Linked DNA regions of Canis lupus: region 1 is linked to region 2. The links are chromatin contacts, called in public Hi-C maps. All regions are on one chromosome and are shown on one strand. The core of a region is the stretch at or near the end of the contact, and the rest is flanking DNA. Distances in the headings are between cores, read along the strand shown.

Region 1 (4,454 bases), core at 1,115-3,614, 52 kb after region 2:
CCTTCCTACCCTGGTACATCCCCCGCCCCCGGGCCTGCTCCCACCCTCTGCCCAATGCCCAGAAGGGGACTTAGCGTAGTTCTGCTAATGAACAAATGACTGACTGACTGACTAGACTAGTCAACAGTGAATTCACCCACTCTCTTTCAGAAGACTTCCACCACCCGTGTAAGAGGAGTTCCCCAAACTCCTTCTTCAGACTGCTGGTTAAGCTCCAGGAATCCAGTTTTGGTTGTCTGCGGGTACCTGGCCACCGGTTATGGCTCAGTTTCTCACATTCCAATCAGGCACCCCAGTTTCTCACATTCCAATCAGGCACCCCTAACCTTTCTGCTGCCTAGGACTCCCTGAGAGAACTCAATATTCCTTCTCTCTGCTCCCACTTGCCTCCAGGGCTATCTGGACTCCGCCACTGCCCACTGCCCCTCTAGCTCCGAAGGAGACGGTACTGAAACAGCACCACAGCTCAGCAAATCACTGCGCCCCGGCTGTCCCTCTTGTAGCCACTGACCTCGCCAATAAGAGAGAACCAGATCTTGTTCCTTGGAAGCCACCCCTCCCAGCAGGACAGTCCAGTGCATAGTAGGCATTCAGTAATCCCGGGCTCGAAGCACTGCTTTGACAGGCCGGAGGGCCGATCCTCCACGTCCAAAGTCACCGTCCCAGTGTCACCACCCACATAACTGTATGGGCATCTGAGCGTGAGCCCTACTCACTCTGAGCAAGCAGCTTGGCCACCATGTCCTGACTGCCTGCCTGGGCCTCCTGTGTCTTGCTTGCCAAGCGGCGGTTCGCAGATTCCAATCTCTCTGTTTAAATGAAGGAAAAATGTTTTAAGAAAAAATATTTGAGTATCAGGTGCCCGCCTGTGGGGTTGCACCGTCTAAACCGGGGATGGGCTGATAGGGAAGCCCTGGGTGTGCTCAGGGCCTAAGGAGGAGGGAGCACTCTGGGCCACAAAGGTGAGGAGGTCCCATGGGTGGCCCCAAGGGGTAGCACAGAGACAAGCATGCCCCCTGTCAAGGCGGCCCCCAAGGAGTTTCAGCCTGGCCCCCTTTGAGTCAATTTACACAACTTCTCTTTTCAAGCCTTCCGCAGGTGCTCACCACCCCCTCACCTCGGGCGACCTCTCTCACCTCTCAGATCCCTGTTGAAGTCCTGCAGCCTCCTCATTTCACTATCCATTTTGTTCCTCATGGTCTTTTCCAGGGCCTCCCGCTTGGAAGAGGCTCTCATTAGGCTCTCGTGGGCCTCAGAGAGCCGCTGGATTTCACCTTCCAGCTGCAAGAAGCAGACAGGAGAGCTGAAGGAAGGGGAGAGATCCCTGTGTGGCCTCAGGGTCCCCTCCACAGGCCCAGGCTGCTCTCTGACTCTCCATCAGAAAGGATGAGAGAGGACAGGATAAAAGGCAACAGCAAAAAATCCAAGTGGTTAGAGTGGGACGGTCAGAAGCTTGTGGCCTCCAGATTTGAATCAGATGCTAGAACCAGCAAGCAGGGGTCCCCTCAATTGTGCCAGGGCCCCAGTGCTGAGTGAACCCAGGGCCAGGTACCCTGGAAGGGGCTGCCTCTGACTGACCAAGCATAGCTTTCCCGCACCCAATGTCCAGAAAGCAGCATTTTACTTTTGTCCAGTTTCTACTGAGAATCTGAGCACTGTGGGCCAGGAGTGGGCACAAAAAGACTCCAGCCACGTTCTAGGGGCCAGAAGAGCTCAAACCACAGGACAGCCATAGGAGGCCCGAGGCCACCTGTCAGAACTGAACGCACAGCTGGCAAACCTCCTCTAAAGAACAGGGTGCTGGCCCCTGGGCTGAGCTGCCTCCTCTCTGGAGCGTTTCCTCCTCTGGCCATCCCCGTGTACCGCAGAGGGCCAGCCTGGCCCCAGCTGCCCCTCCCACTTGGCTGCTGGCAGGTTCCGCACGTGCTCCGAGCTGGCCTGTGATTCCAATAAGTAGCTCGTTTTTTCCAAGAGGAGGGGCTTTCTTTCTGGCCAGGGCTGGCCCAGAACAGACTTGCTGTTGTGTGCGGGACACAAAGGGCTCTCTGTGGGAGGTGTCCACAGGAGGGGGTGTGTGCAGGGGAAGGGTGTGCAGCGAGCTGGTGAATGGGCTCTTTCTAATCACCACTGGCCAGCAACTGCTCACACTCCAGGCCTGCTCTGCTGGCCTTGAGGCTGCTCCCCAGCTGTCTAGAGTCAGTGAGGGAGGGAGGAGAAAGGATATGGGGGTAGAGAGCAGGCCCCCGCCCTCTGAGGCCCCAGCAGGGCCTACCTTCTCGATGCGGCCAGCCTTCTCCGCTGAGCTCTCCAGCTCCCTCTGCAGCCTCTCATTGTCCCTCTGAAGCCTGGCATTCTCCCTCAGCAGAGTCTCCATCTGGGCCAGGTGGGCACTGCCAGAGGGGGCCGAGGAGGTCTGGGTGCTAGCCGGCCCCTCCACCTCAGGTGGGCTGAGGGCGCCTAGGGGGCCATGGCTAAGAACAGCTGGGTGTGGTGGCAGGGGGTGCTCCTGGGGCTGCTGTAAGTACTGGTACTGCTGTTGCTGCTGGAGAAACACAGGGGGCACTTGGGCCTGCAGGATCCTGGGGAACAGAAGAGATGGTGCTCAGAGACTATGCAGGCCCTTGTGGCTCCCACCCCTGAGCAGCCTTGGGTGGGCCCAGCCCTCCTGGCATACTGGCAAGTCTCCACACAACAGGAGGCAGTGTCCAGTGGGGAAGGCTCTATCCGAGACCCTGAAGGGCCAAGGGAGTGGGGCTAGTGGGGGTTAACATCAGGATGCTTGTTTCATGTCCAGCCTCACTGTGGCCAAGGCCTTGGGGATCAGCCTGAGTAGTCCTGGACCTTGTACACAGCCTTCCAGGACTCTGGGCCACTTCCTGCGTCTGTTATAAGCCTCTTCTGCTAGTATTTGCCAGTGTAGCACACTCACATTTTCTACTCCCTATTTTGGGTCTCGTCACCCGTTGCAGAAACATTTTTGTGAATCCCCGTGGCTCAGGGCAGAGTGTAGATAGATATTGGCATAAGGGTCTGAGCTCCAAAGTCTGACAAAATAGGAATTCAAATCCCCATGGTGCAGGCTCTGCTAAATCATGAGGATGAGTGTTTCCAGCCTCGAGGGGCTGGCCAGGCCTACACAGGGCCTGATGGGATGCTGGGCCTACAGCGCGTGCTCCCACAATGGTGGTCCATCTTCTACCTCTCCTAGTGGTAACTGCAACATACTGTCTGCTTAAAGAGTAAACGTGGCCCACACACTGGATTTTCTTAGGTGTAGGGGCCACCTCTGGACCACTGCAATAGCCTGAGTGGAGGGACAATGTTCCACTGGCCTCTAGCAGTGCTGTAATGTCACCCTCAGCCCCATTAAGGGAAGGAGCAAAGAGCAAGAGGCATGGGTGTCAAGGCTGGTCACACGGCCTTTCCGGGGTCTTGTGACTCCAAGTGTGAAAGAACAAACTGCCTCAGTTACGCCAGGAGCTTTCCAGAAGCTTCATGAGAGTTGAATTCCACTTGTAGGTCCATCACCTCAGCATTCAGGCCCTCCATCCCCCTCACAGCCTCCTCTCCCCTGCTCCCCTTAGGACCCTGGGCTAAAAGAAAAGTCTCGCCCCAAGTTCCCAATGAACAATCCTTGTGTGACCAGCTGAAAGGAAAGGCTGGGCAGATCTATTTGTCTTATTGCCTAAGGCAGAGCTTCCAGTGAGGGCTGAGCAGAGGGTCCCCACTGGAATGTGCAAGCTCTCGGTGCACTGCTAAATGTGGCATTCTCAGGGTTGCTTCACGAACTTTCTCCCCCCTGCACCGGGCCAGGCAGACACAACTGGCATTCTTGGGGGATGACTTAGCTCTGAGAAAGAATAGAGTCTCCTTTCCTTTCACACTTGCTCTCCCTTCCCTGTCCTGCTCCTCCCCCGCCCTCCCTGTTTTGTTCTCCTGTGGTCTACTTCCTTTCCACGATATTATCTTTTCCTGACAGGGTTCAATAAGGCTGCTCCAAAAGAAGAAACCCGCGACTCAGCTTCCGAAACTCTCCCTGACCAAGCCCTGAGAGAGGAGATAAGGTGGGGGGCACGAGCGGTGGAGGATGGAGAAAACCCACAAGGCCCCGTCCTCTGGTTCCCCCATGCCAACACCATGGCGTCACTCATTTCTCGAGAGCAAGGAAAGGCATCTATCCCAGGAAAAGGCCAAATGGTGGGAAAGCGGGTGACTAAATGAAGACTCAGCAAGCATGAAGAGGACCAGACTTCGGCCTTGAGCTTCCAAGGAAAGGAGTCTGCAACTCCGCAGGCCCCTCTGGTGGGGTTTCCTGGGCCAGCCCGGGGGGAGGTGCGGTGTGTGAAATGATCGGTGTCCCTGCTTCTCGGAAGGGGCCGGGCCGAGTGAGAAGCCAGGGGCAGAGCCTCATTTCTAGGAACCAGTATTTCTGCAAACTATCCGGGGTTTCTGTC
Region 2 (4,719 bases), core at 1,117-3,616:
AGCCATTTAACTAAGTGTCCCAGAGCATTTACAGCAGATGGGAGCTGGCCCTCCCTACCCAGGTTTGCCACACATGCTGGACACATAGGTTGTGGGGAAGGAGATGACAATCGACACATCAGTGAAGAGGGCCCTGGCTTGCAGTAGCTCCATGGCAAGGGGGTAAATTTCTGAAGCAAATTCATCGCTGAGACCAGTTCCCTGCTTGAGCCCAGTGGAGATTATAATTCCACTCATCGTTACCCAGTGATCTCAGAACTCAAGGTTTGAAGGCTAGCCAATCTAACCACATGCCTAGCACAATCCATGGAGACTTTTTAGTGAAAAATCAGCACAATGGCATGTTGGCCTCAGAATACTAAAGAGGACTGCCGAGTATAGGCAATAGAGTTCCTTCTTCCAGCAGAGCCTTCCTCCTGCCCCCCACATCCTCTGGCCAGTTCCAGCTCTTTCAGGACTTCACCACAGAACAGCCCCTTCTAGAAGACCCATCGTGCCCACACTGCCCTAGCCTGGCTGGGCACCCCTTCTCAGTCCTCCCACAGCACCCTGGGCCTGCCTCTATCTTTTTGCTTATCATGCTGCATTATGGAGGCCAGGTTGGGTGTCTGCCTCCCCTAGTGGGCAATGTCTTGGGGATGGTAAGGCCTAGTTCAGCAAGTGTCTGTAAAAGGAATATGCTCATCATAGGGGCTTCTCTTCAGCTAACTTGAGTCGTTATCACCTCCAGCACCCTCAGACCCCACTGAGACAGAGCCCTGGCACTGCCATTTGATGAACTGCCACAGTGGTGTGAAATGTCTAGAATGTCCATTGTCTGTGTCGTGGGGAAGAGACATACCTACAGCCAGGGCTGCAAGCTCAAACCATCACTGCTTGCCGCCTTGTCACTGTGGGCCTGTCTCCAGCTGTTGCCAGTAGGAGGAATGCTAGCCCTGCCAGGTAGAAAGGGACCGCTGTGTTTTCCTCCTCTTAGAGTCTGAGAAACCAACCAAGCAAGGTTAGCCAGCTCTCAAGCCTGCCACCAGTCTAGCTCTCCTGACTCCCCACCCTTTCCCGCAGCTCAGACAAATGAGAGTTCAGTTTCTGCTTTCCCACCTTTCCTGGCAACATTCACAGCCCTCCCTGATGGTGAGCAATGCAAGTTCCAGGCATGCCTTGCTTCATTGCTGGCTTCCCAGGTGTCACTTTAACCACAGGGTGAAGTCCCTAACTGGTGGTGGTGGGATGATAAACATGCAAATTTTCTATAGGCAAACAGTGTTAGGCTGTGGTTTCTTTCCCACTAGGAAAGATCTACATCAACAAACAGAAAACGGGGGAAAGCCCCCGTCTTCCCAGCACTGTCCAACATTCCTGTTTACTGCAGGTACCTGGGGACCTGCCTGTCCCCTCATGCAGACGTAAGTAAACAGTATACCCTCCTCTCCTTCGAGTTCCTGGAAGGTGGAAGAGCCTTAAACAGAATAGCTTGGCCCTGGTCTGGGTAAAAACACTTCTTAGTTACTGTATCAGTGATGTTTAGCGTTGGTGCAATTGTATGAATGCTGTGATGCGAGGGGTTTCTACACCATGGTGGAAACCGTCACCCCAGCGGGGCTTTCAATTTTCTTGGGCTTCACCTGGCATCAGTAGCAGTGATGTCCCTCGCTAAGGGACAATGCTGCTGCTGCTGCTGCTGCTGCTTTTCTCCAGTGGGTGCTGATATGCAGACCTCTAGATTTGCTTGGCCCATTTTTTCAGTGTCCACCTAGAGCCAGTGTCACGGGGTCTAAGAGATGGGTTGCACTTCCTTCCCCTAAGCCCTCCTCAGAGCTGCGGGAAAAGCCACTGTGTGGGCCCAGGGTAACAGGCCCAGGATGAGTCCTGCAGCTCCTTCATCTAGGTCCCTGGCCCCAAGGTGTCTGTGGGTAGGACATGACGGACAAAGGGTGGGGGTGGGGGTGGGGGTGGGAGTGGGGGGTGGGGGTGGGGGTGGGGCTCCTACAGAGGTGCCAGAGCACTGGAGAAGGTCAAGGACAGCAACTTGGGTATAGGATGGGAAGCCAGGAGAGGAAGCAGTCTCGTAGTTGGGACTTTGCGGTTAGGGCCCTGGGGAGCCGCTGTTTTTCACCTGCTTTGACTGGCAACAAGTAACAAAACCCCCAAACAATAGCGGAGTAGCGGGGTTGCTGAAATGGAAGTAACAAAGGGCGCGCTGGAGTCCTAATATAGTGCCCGGAAGGTGGGAGCTTCCCGGGGAAGAGGAAGGAGGGCATTGTCAGACCCACCAGGGCCGGCTGCGTGCCGCCCGCCCCAGAGCCGGGGAGGAAGCGCGGGGCGCGGGAGCAGCCGCCGGGACCGCGGGGGGTGGGGGCGCCGGCTCGCCTCCCGCTGCCCCGCCGTCAGGGGGCGTCCGCACCCGCAGGGGCCCCGCGTGCGGGCGGGCCCGGACCTGGTGGGCGTGGCCTGGGCGTGGCCGAGGTGGGGCCGGACCGGGGTGGGCGTGGCCTGGGGCGTGGCCGAGGTGGAGCCGGGGCGGGGCCTGGGCGGGGGCGGGGCCTGGGCGGGGGCCGAGGTGGAGCCGGGGGCGGGGCCTAGGTGGGCTGGGCGGGGCCTGGCGGGGTCGGGGCCCGGGCGGGGTCCTGGCGGCGCTCCCGTAGCGGCCGAGGAATGCGGCCTTTGGCTCGTCCCCTGCCCGCATTCCGGCGGGCGCTGGAATGTGAACAGCGTGTTCGCTACGCGCCCTGAACGCACAAGTCCCGTCCCCTCCCGTCGGAGAACGCCAGGCAGCGGCTCCTGGGGAGAAAGGCCCCCCTCTGCCACCGCACAGAGCCGGCGGCCCGTCCCGGCGGAGGCCCTGGGCAGGGGCGCTTTGAGGCCACGTGTCGTTTAGAAAAGGAGTCCCCGACCCTCTCTACCGCCAGCCTTAAGGGGCCCAGAACTGAGACTCTAAGATGTGTTTAGGGCACACTGCGGATGGCAAGACCTGGGCAGAGGAAGGAAAAGCAGATGATCCCGTCTGGAAGTGACCGAATATGCAAGAGTGAGGATTTCATTCATTCAAAAAATATTTAGTGAGTCTCTGCACTGTGCTTGTCCCTGAGCTAAATTCTGGGGACACACAGGTGAATAAGGCATCCCCTGACTTCGAGGAGCTGACATTCTGATCTTGGAGACAGCTGCTGAAACACCCAGAGGGAGCAAGGAAGCCCAGGGGAACACAGGAATAACCCAGACTGGGGTGAAGACTCAGGAGGCCTTCCCAGGGGAAGCTGCAAAAGCACCTGAAAGGCCAATAGGTGTTAGCTCTAAAGAGGGTAAAGAGGCTTGTGTGTGGAGGCCAAGGGAGCAGAGTGGCTCCCAGGCTGACTCTGGGCTTGCCCTCCCTGGAAGTACCTGCCAGGTGGTCAACTGAGTCACAGCTAGGCTCAGAGTGTCCACCTCAGTCTACACGATGTTGGTTGGTTTATGAGGCCCATTCTGCAGGAGGCCCAGTAGCTTGCCTAGGAGAAGTGTGAAGAGGATTGGGACTCCACGTGCTGCCTTGGAGTATCCTGGAGACAGAGAGATAAGGCACCTAAAGCATCCCACACGAAGCTTAGTACCTCATAGGTGCTCAGTAAATATTGACCGGTCTTTCAACACTTGCTTGATTCGCTGACTCCTTCTCTTCCCTTCAAGGCAAACATTTCTGGCTCTGAAAAGGGCAGTGGTCCTCTGGCCCTTCATCACTGAGGAGGTACTGAGCCAAGGGGTGGACACAGTAGGTCTGGTGAGGGGAACTTCCTGTCTTCTTGTCCTTGCCTGGTTGAGGAGGGGGAGCATGCAGAAGATAAGACAAGTGTGGCCAGTCATGATGGAGGCCCCAGAATATATCTGGGGAAACTGGTACTGCAGGTGTGGAGGGCTGGGAGCAGAGAAGGGCCTCCCCTGGAGGTGCAGTGTGGGAAGGTGACCCTTGGCTGCGGATAGGATGAACAAAGCAAGGAGGGTCAGGGCCAGGAAGGCTGGACTTGGGCAGCAGTCCAGGGAAGGAGTGATAAAGCCTGATAGGAGCCGAAGGGGGGAGGACAGAAAGCAGAGCTGGGAGATAGAGACTGAGGAGGTGGATGAGATATGACTTTCAGTTGCCGGGCTGCAGGGTGCGGCCAGGGCTCCAGAGCCACTGCTAGATCTTCACCTGGGATGGGTCAGTATGGATCTGCGTGCACATGGGAGGCTGCAGGGGATCGTAGCCTGTACGTCCCAAACATCCCTGAGCGATAGAACAGGAATGTTTACTCGCAGAAATTCCTTATCGGGCCCCCCTCCCAGGATTGCCCTGGGACCTAAATTCTTCTGTACAGAGGAAAAGTGCAGGCCTTGGAATGGCCTCTGCAGCATTGTTCCTTGGCAAACACAGGAAGATGGGTTTCCTTTGGCTTTGTGGTGCTGACATCTGAATCCGGACCTCTTCCCCAGGCTTTGGGGTGGGGGCAGGGAGGCAGAGGGCCAGGCCAACCGTGGAAAATAAATAGCCACCTCTGCTCCTCTGACTTATTTCATGTTCTTAGAATTTCCTCTCTTGGATTCTGGCTTTGTTATTTTAGAATTCCGTGCATTAGTTAGGGCTGGGAAAATCCCTTATTGCCGTTGCTGTGGAGAGGCAGCTCTACACTGGAGCACAGTCCTGGTGCCCCAAGAGAAGTGGCCCAGCCAGTGGGCCTGCAGCCCAGTGTCCAAGTGAGCTCCTGAGTC

The links. A called contact is a pair of places that touch in the nucleus more often than the background predicts.
Region 1: a contact with region 2 is called in a Hi-C map of tumor fibroblasts, with 5 times the contacts expected there. The contact joins two enhancer-like sites. A contact is called at or near these places in 3 of 9 Hi-C or Micro-C datasets (amygdala, skin fibroblasts and tumor fibroblasts).

What each region holds. Positions count from the first base shown.
Region 1 is chr23:31,675,552-31,680,005 of UU_Cfam_GSD_1.0, forward strand. It overlaps AMOTL2 (angiomotin-like protein 2), which reads right to left. Exons shown (of 10, transcript XM_038570932.1): 3 at 2,273-2,579; 4 at 1,137-1,281; 5 at 717-809. Among named protein-coding and RNA genes, the nearest start is that of AMOTL2, 6.5 kb to the right of the region's middle. Within about 2 kb of position 2,365, at least 7 of the 20 cell types and tissues checked have an H3K27ac peak or open chromatin away from gene starts, as enhancers often do.
Region 2 is chr23:31,623,510-31,628,228 of UU_Cfam_GSD_1.0, forward strand. No RefSeq gene overlaps it. Among named protein-coding and RNA genes, the nearest start is that of RYK, 49 kb to the left of the region's middle. Within about 2 kb of position 2,367, at least 14 of the 20 cell types and tissues checked have an H3K27ac peak or open chromatin away from gene starts, as enhancers often do.